2 separate regions of the Mus musculus genome follow, and region 2 is linked to region 1. A link is a contact called in public HiChIP or PLAC-seq data. All regions are on one chromosome and are shown on one strand. Each heading gives the region's core, a stretch centred on a gene start, on an enhancer-like site or on the middle of the called end of the contact. The rest is flanking DNA. Distances are from core to core; before and after follow the strand shown.

Region 1 (5,505 bases), core at 2,225-4,724:
CCAAAAACCTCTCCAGAGACTCCTCAGGCAGAAGTGGGCCTGGCTCATTTCTTGTAATCCAGCAGCATGTGGACATTTTTTAAAAAAATCAATTTATCAGCACAAATGGTCCTCCAGCCTCCTGTTTCTCCTCAGCTTAGAGCTGTATACAGTGCTGTGCTCACCAGATCCTGGGGTGAGGGTGTACATCACTCTTGATGGGAATGGGTCTTTTGTGAGAAGGAATTGTGTAGTCTGAACCAACTTTATGGAGGAAATAATCAAAGTCATATGGTGAATTTTTGAAGTTCAAATCTCACCTCTGCCTCTTGTAGCTGTGTGATATCCCGCAGATCACTTATTCTCTGAGCTTTTTGTTCACTGTTCAGAGAACTAAGCAAGGTAATGTGTCTTGTGTTCAAGACCTCCTCCCATACGGAAGGAAACAAGCTTGCTGCACACCTCCATCTTGACTCCTCCTTAGCTTCACTTCTCCCTAAACCACCTCCCTCACCTCCTTCAACTCATTTTCCCAGTCCGTTTCTCTCCTAGTTTCCTTTTTTTAAACACAACATGTAGCAGATGCAAATGACTGATACAACATGGGAAAGGGGTTCAGCCTACCCTAAAACAGTAAGGCACACTGTCCCTTGGGACCCAAACCTACACGTATTTCTATAAACTCAACTCTTGATCCCTCAAGTCCCATTGCAGTCTCCAAACAAGCTCTCTGTGGGGATTGCCCGTGAGCCAGAGGCTGCTGAGTACTGCAGACACTGTGGGAGCTGTGCTCTGGATGGCCTTGCCAAGGAAGAGTGAACCCCTGGAATCTGCGAGGAGCCAAATCTGCCATCTCACTGCACCCCTCATCGAGACTAGAAGACCCTGCAGCTGACTCTCTTGTGTCTCTGCACCCAGGCACTGCAGTAGGAAGCAAAGAGAGAAGGAAAGGTGAAGCCTGGAGGAGGCTGGGGGGTTGGCTCATGGGGACCTGAGGTTGAATTCTCAGCACCCACATAAAAAGCCAGTGATGGCTACATGCATCTGTAAGGCCAGCACTAGGAGGCAGAGACATGCAGATCCTAGGAGCTCATCAGCCAGGCAAAACAATGTGTTCAGTGAGAGAGCCTGTCTTAATGGAAAATACAAAGCAATGAAGGAAGACAGCTGACAGTCTTCTGGCATTGACACATAAGCAAAGTCACTCACGACATCACACATGCACCACACCAGCACACATATACACAATGTACAATGATAACAATGAAAGAGGGAGGGAGCAGGGAGGGAAGAGAGTGAGGGAAGAAAGGGAGGGAGGGAGGAAAGAAGAAAGAGAGAAAAGGAGGGAGGAAGAAAGGAAGGAAGGGAGGGAGGGAGGGAGGGAGGGAGGGAGAGAGAGAGAGAGAGAGAGAGAGAGAGAGAGAGAAAGAAAGAAAGAAAGAAAGAAAGAAAGAAAGAAAGAAAGAAAGAAAGAAAGAAAGGAAGAAAGAAAGAGGGGAGGGAGGGAGAAAGAGAGAAGGGAGGAGGGAGGAAGGAAGAAAGAAAGAGGGAGAGAGGGAGCAAGGGAGGGAGGGGGAGAGGAAGGAAGGAAGGAAGGAAGGAAGGAAGGAAGGAAGGAAGGAAGGAAGGAAGGGAAAGGCAGAGGGAGGGAAGGGGAGAGAAGGAGAAAGGGAAGGAAAGGAGGAAGGGAAGGGGGAAGAGAAGGAAGGAAGGAAGAAGGAAAGAAGGAAGGATGAAAGGAAGGAATGGAAGGACAGAGGGAGGAAGAAAGGGAGAAAGGAAAGAAGGAAGAAGAAAAAAGGAAGAAGAAGTTAAGTCCTGTAGGGTGATTGTGTGGACAGAATATATCCACCCATAAATACATGATAGGGATGCACAGTGGCCCCTGCCTATAATCTCAACAATCAGGAGAATGACACAAGAGTATTACTATGGGTTTGAGGTTTTATAGGAGTTTCAGGTCAGCCTGGAGTACAGAGTAAGACCCTGCCTCAAAAAAAAAAAAAAAAAAAAAAAGAAGAAGAAGAAGAAGAAGAAGTCTTTTGACAAAGAAAACTGAATGGTCAGCAGAACTGCAGGATGGTCCTGCCAACCAAGGACTTTGACCATCCCCATTGCCCCAGATCCCAGGAGTCCACAACATAAGGATCTGCTGTGCCACACACTCCACAGAAGTCTAGAGGCAACAGCATATACAAAGCATGTGTCCTCCCTGGCAGAGACAGAAGTGCACAGCGATGTGAGGAAAGTGAGGCAAGTGAAGTCTCAACTACCCCAGCTGCTTCTGCCCCATTAACCTGGGTGCCTTCTACTTGGAGAGATAAAGAGATAGAAATGTCAACCTGGAGAAATGGCTCGGCAAAGCACAAGGACCTTAGTTTAAGTCTCCAGCACCCACGGGAAAAGCTTGACATTGTCATGCTTGTAACCCCAGCACTGTGTAGATGGGGGCAGCAGACTCCCTGAGGCTTTCTGGCTACCAGCCTAGCTCCAGGTTCAGTGAGAGATCTGTCTCATGTGAATAGGAAAGAGAATGACACAGGGGGGCACCCAAAGTCCTCCTCTGGACTCTGAACCTGCTCAATGACATGCATGCACATATGCCACCCACACACACATGCACACAAAAAAACAAAACACAAAAATGTGGTGACAGATCAGTAGATGATAAGTAGATAGATAGATAGATAGGTAGATAGATAGATAGATAGATAGATAGATAGATAGATAGATAGATAGATAGATAGACAGATAGATAGATGGACAGATAGATAGATGGACAGATAGATAGATGGACAGATAGATAGAGGTGGATAGATAGATGATAGATTGATTGATAATAGATAGAGATGAGAGACTCCAAAATCTAAAAAAATTTCAAACATGAGAACAAAGAGAAGACTTAAAGACTTTTTTTTTTTTCAAAAAGCAAGTAGATGAGAATTTTCCAGATATTTGAAAGACATTGCACTTATGTCAAGAAAGAAGTCAAGTCCTGAGTAGAATGGTTAAAATTAAATTCACACCAAGACACAGCATAATGAATACAGAGAAGCTGGTGGAAACAAACAGAAGGAAATTGAAGTCACATCAGAAGAGGTCTCACTATACAAGGGCTCACATCTCCCAGGAAACACGGAGTACTATCTAAGGGTGCTAGAATTCTGGATATAAATTCTCTCTCTCTCTCTCTCTCTCTCTCTCTCTCTCTCTCTCTCTCTCTCTCTCTCTCTCTCTCTCCCTCCCTCTCTCTCTCTCTTTTTCCCCTCTCCCTCTCCCTCTGTCTCCCTCTGCCTTTCCCTTCCCCGTCTCTTTCCCCCTCCCCCTCCCTCTCTCCCTCCCTTCCCCTACATACACACACACACACACACACACACACACACACACACACACACACAAACACAAACACACACACTCACATCAGCTTTCTCTGGAGATCTCCAGACAGCTCTCTGCTCAAGACAGCCTTTTAATGCAATTCAAAAAACTCTGGATATCTCCTGACAGCTCTTCCAGATAGCTCAGCTCACAGACCAAGCCTGGTCTTTTATTTACATATCAATTCAGTCATTTACTCCAGGTTCCCTTTTGACTCACAAATCAGCATTCCAGGACCCCAGCCTCTTGTTTTTTAAGAGACAGAAAACACATTTTTTTTATATTGTAAAAGAATTTAGAGATCTACCTGTCCTTTTAAAGCACAGATAATAAGCTAGCTAAGTGGGACTCCATCTGAAATTATCATTCTTACCATGCTTGGGTATGGACCTAAACTCCCTCTGTCCCAGGCTGACCTTGAAATCAGGAATCTACCTGCCTTTGTAAGCATAAAGAAAAAACTGCAGGGCAGTGGTGGTGCACACCTTTAATCCCAGCACTTGGGAGGCAGAGGCAAGCAGATTTCTGAGTTCAAGGCCAGCCTGGTCTACAGAGTGAATTCCAGGACAGCCAGGGCTATACAGAGAAACCCTGTCTCAAAAAAAAAATAGAGAGAGAGAGAGAGAGAGAGAGAGAGAGAGAGAGAGAGAGAGAGAAGGGAGGGAGGGAGGGAGGAAGGAAGGAAGGAAGGAAGGAAGGAAGGAAGGAAGGAAGGAAGGAAGGAAGGAAGGAAGAAAGAAAGGAAACTTAGCTGGGTTTCCTTGCAATTACCTTGCCTTGCAATTACCACTCCCTAAAACTCTGTATCTCCTTCCTTAGTATCTTTGTGACAAGCTGGCTCATAGTACAGCTGCCTCTGTTGCTTTAGATCTGTGAAGCTCCTTATAAAATTTATATTGCATCCTTATATTTTACATAGTTGAGAAATTATGTATTTTTGAACTCATGTTTTCAGAGTTCTTTCTCACAGCCATAAGGGCTGTACTGAAGTTCACAGTGTTCTGTCATTTTTCTGAGACATTAGACACACCCTCGCCTCCCAGACTCATGCTGTCTCTGATTATCATGGAGTCATGAGCCTTGGCAGAGAGGACATTCCCTGAAGAAGGAGCATGAAAATATGTACATTATTATTATACAAACAAGGTTTATGCCCACATCAACACTCATGGAGGCCCATGGCCTACTGGCTCTGTTCGAGGGGTGGTAACCATGTCATTCTGTCCCTACCATGGCCAAGCTGGACTCAACATAAACGTTATCCACCAACCACTGTGGCAGCCTCCTCCCCTCCAGGGCAGTAGCCACTGAAACTTGACTTCAGAGCAGAAATTGCAGATATTCTTTGGGGTGAATAGAAGGATAATCTGGGGGTGGGGAGTACTGGGGATTGGGCCCGGAGTCACCTGTCATGACAGACACCTTTGCTAAGCGTCTTGAACTCTGGGCCTTTTCTGTAATCTGAGGAGTTCAGATACAATAGCCAACAGGGTAAAGGATAAAGAATCTTTGGTGGCTTTCCAGATCCACTCTTACTAATCTTGTCCCTTCTGCCCAGAGTCAAGGCACTAGCTTCAAGAAAGTGGGGGGTTCAGAAGGAGTAAGAAAAATAAGGCCAACCTGAAGGATGCCCATGGCCAAGTGTGTTATATTCATTCTTCTTCTTGAGACTCATGACACAAACAGACCCATGTTGCTACTGATTTTTTTAACATATGAAAGATGATGAGTAACTTCAGAATGAGGAATGTGAAGGTCAGGGTAGAGGTGGGGATCAGATGCTCAAGGTTGGGAAACAGCAGACTTGAGAATAGGAAACAGTAAGATAACGTGTGTGTGTGTGTGTGTGTGTGTGTGTGTGTGTGTGTGTGTGTGTGTGTGAGAGAGAGAGAGAGAGAGAGAAGGAGGAAGAGGAGGAGGAGACAGACAGACAGACAGAGTGATGTAGAGTCTATTGATTCTTGTATATAGATCAAGAAACTGAGGCAATAGGATTCCAAGTAATTTGTCCAAACTAAGCAAGATTTGAACTCCATTTACCCTCTGCCCTTCCCACTCTCCCCTACAGCAGAAATTTACACTCAGCAAATCAACCACAAAGAATCCCTTCCTAAGGACAAGGTCACATAAAAGTCACACATAAAGTCA
Region 2 (5,505 bases), core at 1,030-3,529, 680 kb before region 1:
GCAAACCAGTGTACTTGGTTTAGGTCTTAAGTGCCTTCCAAGCACCATGTATTAAAGACTTATTATCTTTATGTGATGCTACTAGGAGAGTGTGGAACTGTTGAGAGCTGAGAGAAATTAAATCTTGTGGTACAACCCTGTAATTCAGGATTTCAAATGAAGCCCTATCTGGTGCACAGAACAAGTTCAGACCAATTTGGAGAACTAAGTTAGACTCTATTTATGAATAAAAGTTAAGAAAAGGATTGGGATATAGCTTAGTGGTCTGGCTTATGCCTTTGTCAGATCCCTAGTACTAAACAAAGAGGTAAGGCTTAGTGAGATGAAATTTGGCCACTGAGCATGTGACCGCATGGGACTAATAGAAACTCAGACCCCACCCTAAACTCTGTCTTACCTTCTGGACACCAGGAGATGAGAATCTTTCTTGTATTGGTTCTTGTCATAATGTATATTGTCTCACCCAGTCAGAAGCAATGGCATCAAGTGGCTTTGAATTGAGACCTCTAAACTCTGAGCTGAAACAAATCTTGTCTTATGTTAAGCTGGTTATCTGGAGTTTCTTGGGTCAGTAACAGAAAATGACAACATAACTAATGCAACCAGTTGGTTTCCTGTGATGGACTGAGTTTATTCTTAGTTTTCTCTGAAATTCCAAGTTCTAGGCTTCAGTTTTCCTATGTGGGGACCAGGGTGTTAGGCTTTCCACTTAATTACTATAAAACACTAGCTGAGATCTATCTATTCTATTCTCTATCTAAGATCTATACTATACTATCTAAGCTATACTAAGATCCAGGTAGGTATGTCACACTCTATCTTCCTTTTCTTTTGTTTTCTTTTCTTCTTCTTCTTTTTTTCTCTTTTCTTTTTGGTTTTTTTTTTTTTTTTTTTTTGAGACAGGGTTTCTCTGTATAGCCCTGGGTGTCCTGGAACTCACTTTGTAGACCAGGCTGGCCTTGAACTCAGAAATATGCCTGCCTCTGCCTCCCGAGTACTGGGATTAAAGCTGTGCGCCACCACACCTGGCCCTATTTTTCTTAAACGGTTATCTTTTCTTCTCCCCTATTACTTGGATGAAGTTTGTAGGTAAACCAAAAGAGAGCACCTTTCATGGTTCCCGGGCATTCCCATCAACCCAGGGTTGTCTGGGCCACCTTTCCACTGGGCACTGACATCAGCCTTTCTTTTCCTAATCAGGAACATCACTTCTCCAATTAACCCTACTGTCATGTGTGTTAGGGTTCTAAAATCCAAACCACCCAAGCAGGCACAAGGGTCCAGCAAAGCATGATCTTTATTTGAATTAGGCAGCAAGAACCAACCAGTCAGGGACAACAGCACAGACTTGGGAGCCTAGTGCATGTTCAAATGTCCATCTCAGTAAGGATGTAAACAGATGACAAAATGTACTCAGGGTGATACTGATGGATCAGGGACACAGGGGCTAAACTGCATCCCTAAACCAGGATGTTTCAGAGTGTTTAAGCCCATGTATATGTGTGTATATGAGCACACCTGGCTGTTAGAGGACAGTTGCCAAGTTGGCTTCCCTCTTTTCACCATGTGGGGTCCTGGGATCTTCAGACTTGGGAGCAAATGCTTTTTCCAGCTGAGTTGGCTTGTTGGTCCAGAAAGAGGTTTTTTTTAAATTCTTGAGTTACTTCTACAATCCATCACACATTGTGTGTGTGTGTGGATGAGATAATCTTTTTGGAACAAAACTGCTTTTGTCTCAATCGTTTTGTTCAGAAGCAAGAAATGTAACGTTCCTGTCAAAACCAGGGGTATGCAGAACATCTTACCAATTGGTCACTCTCACATGTTAGGACATCCGTGTCTAACAGAGGCAAGGAGAAAGAGATGAATACAGTAGCTCTAGTATTAATATAGACACATTTTACAACTTAGTGTTTAATGCTCTCACGGTGCCAGGGTCTGCCTTCACTGAGTCCCTTCTGTTCCTCATGGTAATATGGTAGACTCCAGTGACTCCTGAGAAACCTAATAAGGACAATAAATGTCATGTTCTGCTGATGGCACGACCTCCGTTCTTTAAACAGCGACTAGCACGATAAACCTTAACTTTAAAACAAACAAATATGAACGGGTAAATAAACCATTTCTTTGTGAGCACGTTTTACACTCTGCTGGAGTTCAAAATCTACGTTTACGTCCAGAGCCCACTTGGAAGCTGTTGTCACTTTATGCGAGGACTGGGCGGCACCGGAGCCACCGGAAGGCGGCGTGCAGGACCGCTTGGGCAAACTGTCGCGTACGTGTGACGCAATCACCCCGCGTCCGCGCAGACGAAGACGCCAAGGAACGTGGATAGTAGGAAGCATGGCGACCACCGCCCAGCAGTCCCCTCAGCCTGTTGCCGGAAAGCGCAAAGGCAAATCCCAGTTCCTGCCGGCCAAGCGGGCCCGACGCGGTGACGCAGGCGGCCCGCGGCAGCTGGAGCCCGGCCTGCAGGGCATCCTCATCACCTGCAACATGAACGAGCGCAAGTGCGTGGAGGAGGCCTACAGCCTGCTCAACGAGTACGGCGACGACATGTACGGGCCGGAAAAGGTACGAGCCTTGGGGAGAGCGAGCCGCCCGTGGGCTCTTCTGGGGTGCGGAGGCGGCAGTTGCTTCAAAGCGCCAGTACAGTGCTTGAATGACCCCGCTTACCTTCCCGCCCCTAAAGTGGCTACTATTGCGGTCATGTGCCTGGTGGGCGTGGGCCTCCGGGCTGGCTCTTTAGGCTTTCTTGACATCACTAACGACAGTGACTCCCACGTCTCGATTGCCTTCTGTGGACCAGGGAGTGTGCTAAAACCCGTTCGGATGTGTACCTCTCGCGTCAGTGCGAAGTTGCTACAAGCTAAGATCTGAGATAGTGAAAGGGATGCTATTTTCCAAGTGCCCTTGAAAATACATTTCAGATCTCATCCTATGGCGGTTTGGCAGCCCCAATATTATTTGGCTTAGATCCCGGATACACCTGCACACTCTGAAGTGTGGAGAAAGATAGTGTAGCAGGCCCCACTACTAGAGAGGAGGGGGGCAGAATAGGAATTTGTAAAGGCTCCTTCAGTGTACACAATTATTTTTATTACCTGATTGAAAATGACCTTGGTAGGACAGGACCCTGTCTATGCTGGTGCCTCGTGCAAGTTCCCTTTTTGTGGAGCCCCTTTTGTTTTTGACAGAAGACTTTGCTGGCTACCTCAGGTTGGCCTCAGCTCCCCAGGTGTAGGGATTGCAAGCACCGGCCACTGCTTTGTGTGCTCTCTTTCTTATAGTGGGAGTAAGGGATTTTATTTAGTTCTCTCATACATTTGGTTCTAATCCTATCACAGCCACATTGCCTGCCTGCCACTATCCAGATGGGTCTGAAAGCATTTTCAGATGACACATACCACACACAGGGAATTAATTTATTTATTTATTTATCTATCTATTATATGTAAGTACACTGTAGCTGTCTTCAGACACACCAGAAGAGGGCATCAGATCTCATTACGGGTGGTTGTGAGCCACCATGTGGTTGCTGGGATTTGAATTTCGGACCTTCGGAAGAGCAGTCGGGTGCTCTTACCCACTGAGCCATCTCACCAGCCCGGGGAATTTATTTCTTAATGTACATTTTGGAAGTTGTATTTTATTAATCTAATAAAGAAATTTATTTGTCAACATTGAGACCTCTGCCACTGGGGGTTTCACATAAGTAGTTAATTACAGCATTTGAACATGAGGTGTTCTGTAATTTTTGCCTGTTGGTTTTTATATAAACAGTTTATAGACAAGGACCAGCAGCCCTCTGGAAGTGAGGGAGAAGACGATGATGCAGAGGCTGCCTTGAAGAAAGAAGTTGGTGACATTAAGGCTTCTACAGAGAAGAGGCTGAGAAGATTCCAGTCAGTGGAGAGTGGAGCGAATAATGTAGTCTTCATCAGGACGCTTGGGATAGGTATGTCTGACTGACAGCCCTAAGATCATCAATCCCATAGTATCTGGGCATTTCTGTCTTAGCAGATGCTGCCTAGACAACGGCTCCCCAGGTATAGCTGTTAATTATTCTGTGGAACGTTTCCACATTCCATCAACAGTATATCAGTTTCCGAAGGTTTTGGAAAGGTTTTCAGATGACACATACCACACTCAGGGAATTTGCTTCTTACTCCACACTGTGGAAGGGGTGCCATTTTAGTTTCCTAACAATGTAGAGTGGTGGAGGGTGGTGAGCATTGGGTAAGGGTAGGGACCTGGCTGTGCTGCATCCTTCCTTTAGTAACTCAAGGCAGAGTGAAAGCGTGTATTCTGTCTCAAAAGAGCAGCTGCTACTTAGTTCCAGGTAGTTACCATTTAGGAATAGAGGGCCTGATCCACTTAAAACCTGGAAATAGAATTCCTTTGACTTTCAAATGTGGTCACTAATTTGGAAATATTAGCACTGTTGTCTTGGGCAGATGTGTTAGTTGGGAAGTAGCCAGTGAATCACCGTGTCACACGGTGCTCTGTGTGCTGGGATTCTTTCCCAACTGAGAGCTGGACTTCTGTACTCCTTAACTAATGAATTAGGGCTTTAAGTTACAGATTTTGTTTTTGTAAAAATATGCTGTGTAATGCTTGTTACTCTAATTTGTATTACAAGAAGACAACAGTAAGGTGTTGTGGTTTAAGTTTGATTCCGAGACTATCAACATTTATATTTGGTAGGATCTTGAGAAATACTAGATGGATGGAAAATAAAAACAAAAAAGTCTTGTTTTTTCTTTTCTTTTTTTTCTTGTGTTTCTTCTTTTTTTTTCCCCTTTTTCTCTTAGAACCTGAGAAATTAGTGCATCATATTCTCCAGGATATGTACAAAACCAAGAAAAAGAAGACAAGGGTTATTCTACGAATGCTGCCCATCTCAGGCACATGTAAAGCTTTTTTAGAAGATATGAAAAAATATGCAGAAACATTTCTGGAACCCTGGTTTAAAGCCCCAAACAAAGGGACATTTCAGATTGTATACAAATCTCGAAACAATAGCCATATGAATAGAGAAGAAGTTATTAAAGAGTTGGCAGGTAAGTTCTCTTAGTAATTTTATATAGCCTGCTCTGGTTTATGCTTAAAAATTTTTAAGTTTAGTACATTTTTTTCTTCACCACATGTATCAGATCTAAGTAATACTGATATGTGAGGTAGATCCTCTGGTAGAATTCTTTGCAAATCAAAATTGACTATTTGGGAAGATACAGTGGCCTGCCTATACCCATGGGTGATTGGTCATTAGATCTCCTAGGGATACCAAACCTGTGAGTGCTCAGGTAAGTCTTATATAATGTTGGCTGCCTTGGTATAGTGTTTGCATATAACCTGCACATGTTCTCTTATATATTTTATACTATCTCTGGATTACTTAGAATACTAAGTCTGGTGGAACTTCTGTGAAAGTAGTTAAGTTCTCTTATGTAGAGATAATGAGAATTAAAATCTGTCTGTTCTTGTTAAGCGGAGATACCATTT

The links. HiChIP or PLAC-seq counts read pairs in DNA pulled down with a chosen protein or histone mark.
Region 2: an H3K27ac HiChIP or PLAC-seq map of embryonic stem cells shows a contact between it and region 1, with 4 times the contacts expected there. The contact joins two enhancer-like sites. A contact is called at or near these places in 1 of 484 Hi-C or Micro-C datasets (embryonic stem cells) and 1 of 115 datasets of contacts at active chromatin or transcription factors (embryonic stem cells).

What each region holds. Positions count from the first base shown.
Region 1 is chr7:119,035,805-119,041,309 of GRCm38.p6, reverse strand. No RefSeq gene overlaps it. Among named protein-coding and RNA genes, the nearest start is that of Gprc5b, 43 kb to the right of the region's middle. Within about 2 kb of position 3,474, at least 6 of the 459 cell types and tissues checked have an H3K27ac peak or open chromatin away from gene starts, as enhancers often do. A contact at or near this core is called in embryonic stem cells, where this site is marked.
Region 2 is chr7:119,717,580-119,723,084 of GRCm38.p6, reverse strand. It overlaps Thumpd1 (THUMP domain containing 1), which reads left to right. Exons shown (of 5, transcript NM_145585.3): 2 at 2,181-2,574; 3 at 3,784-3,958; 4 at 4,815-5,063. The coding sequence starts at 2,344. Among named protein-coding and RNA genes, the nearest start is that of Thumpd1, 3.3 kb to the left of the region's middle. Within about 2 kb of position 2,279, at least 339 of the 459 cell types and tissues checked have an H3K27ac peak or open chromatin away from gene starts, as enhancers often do. A contact at or near this core is called in embryonic stem cells, where this site is marked.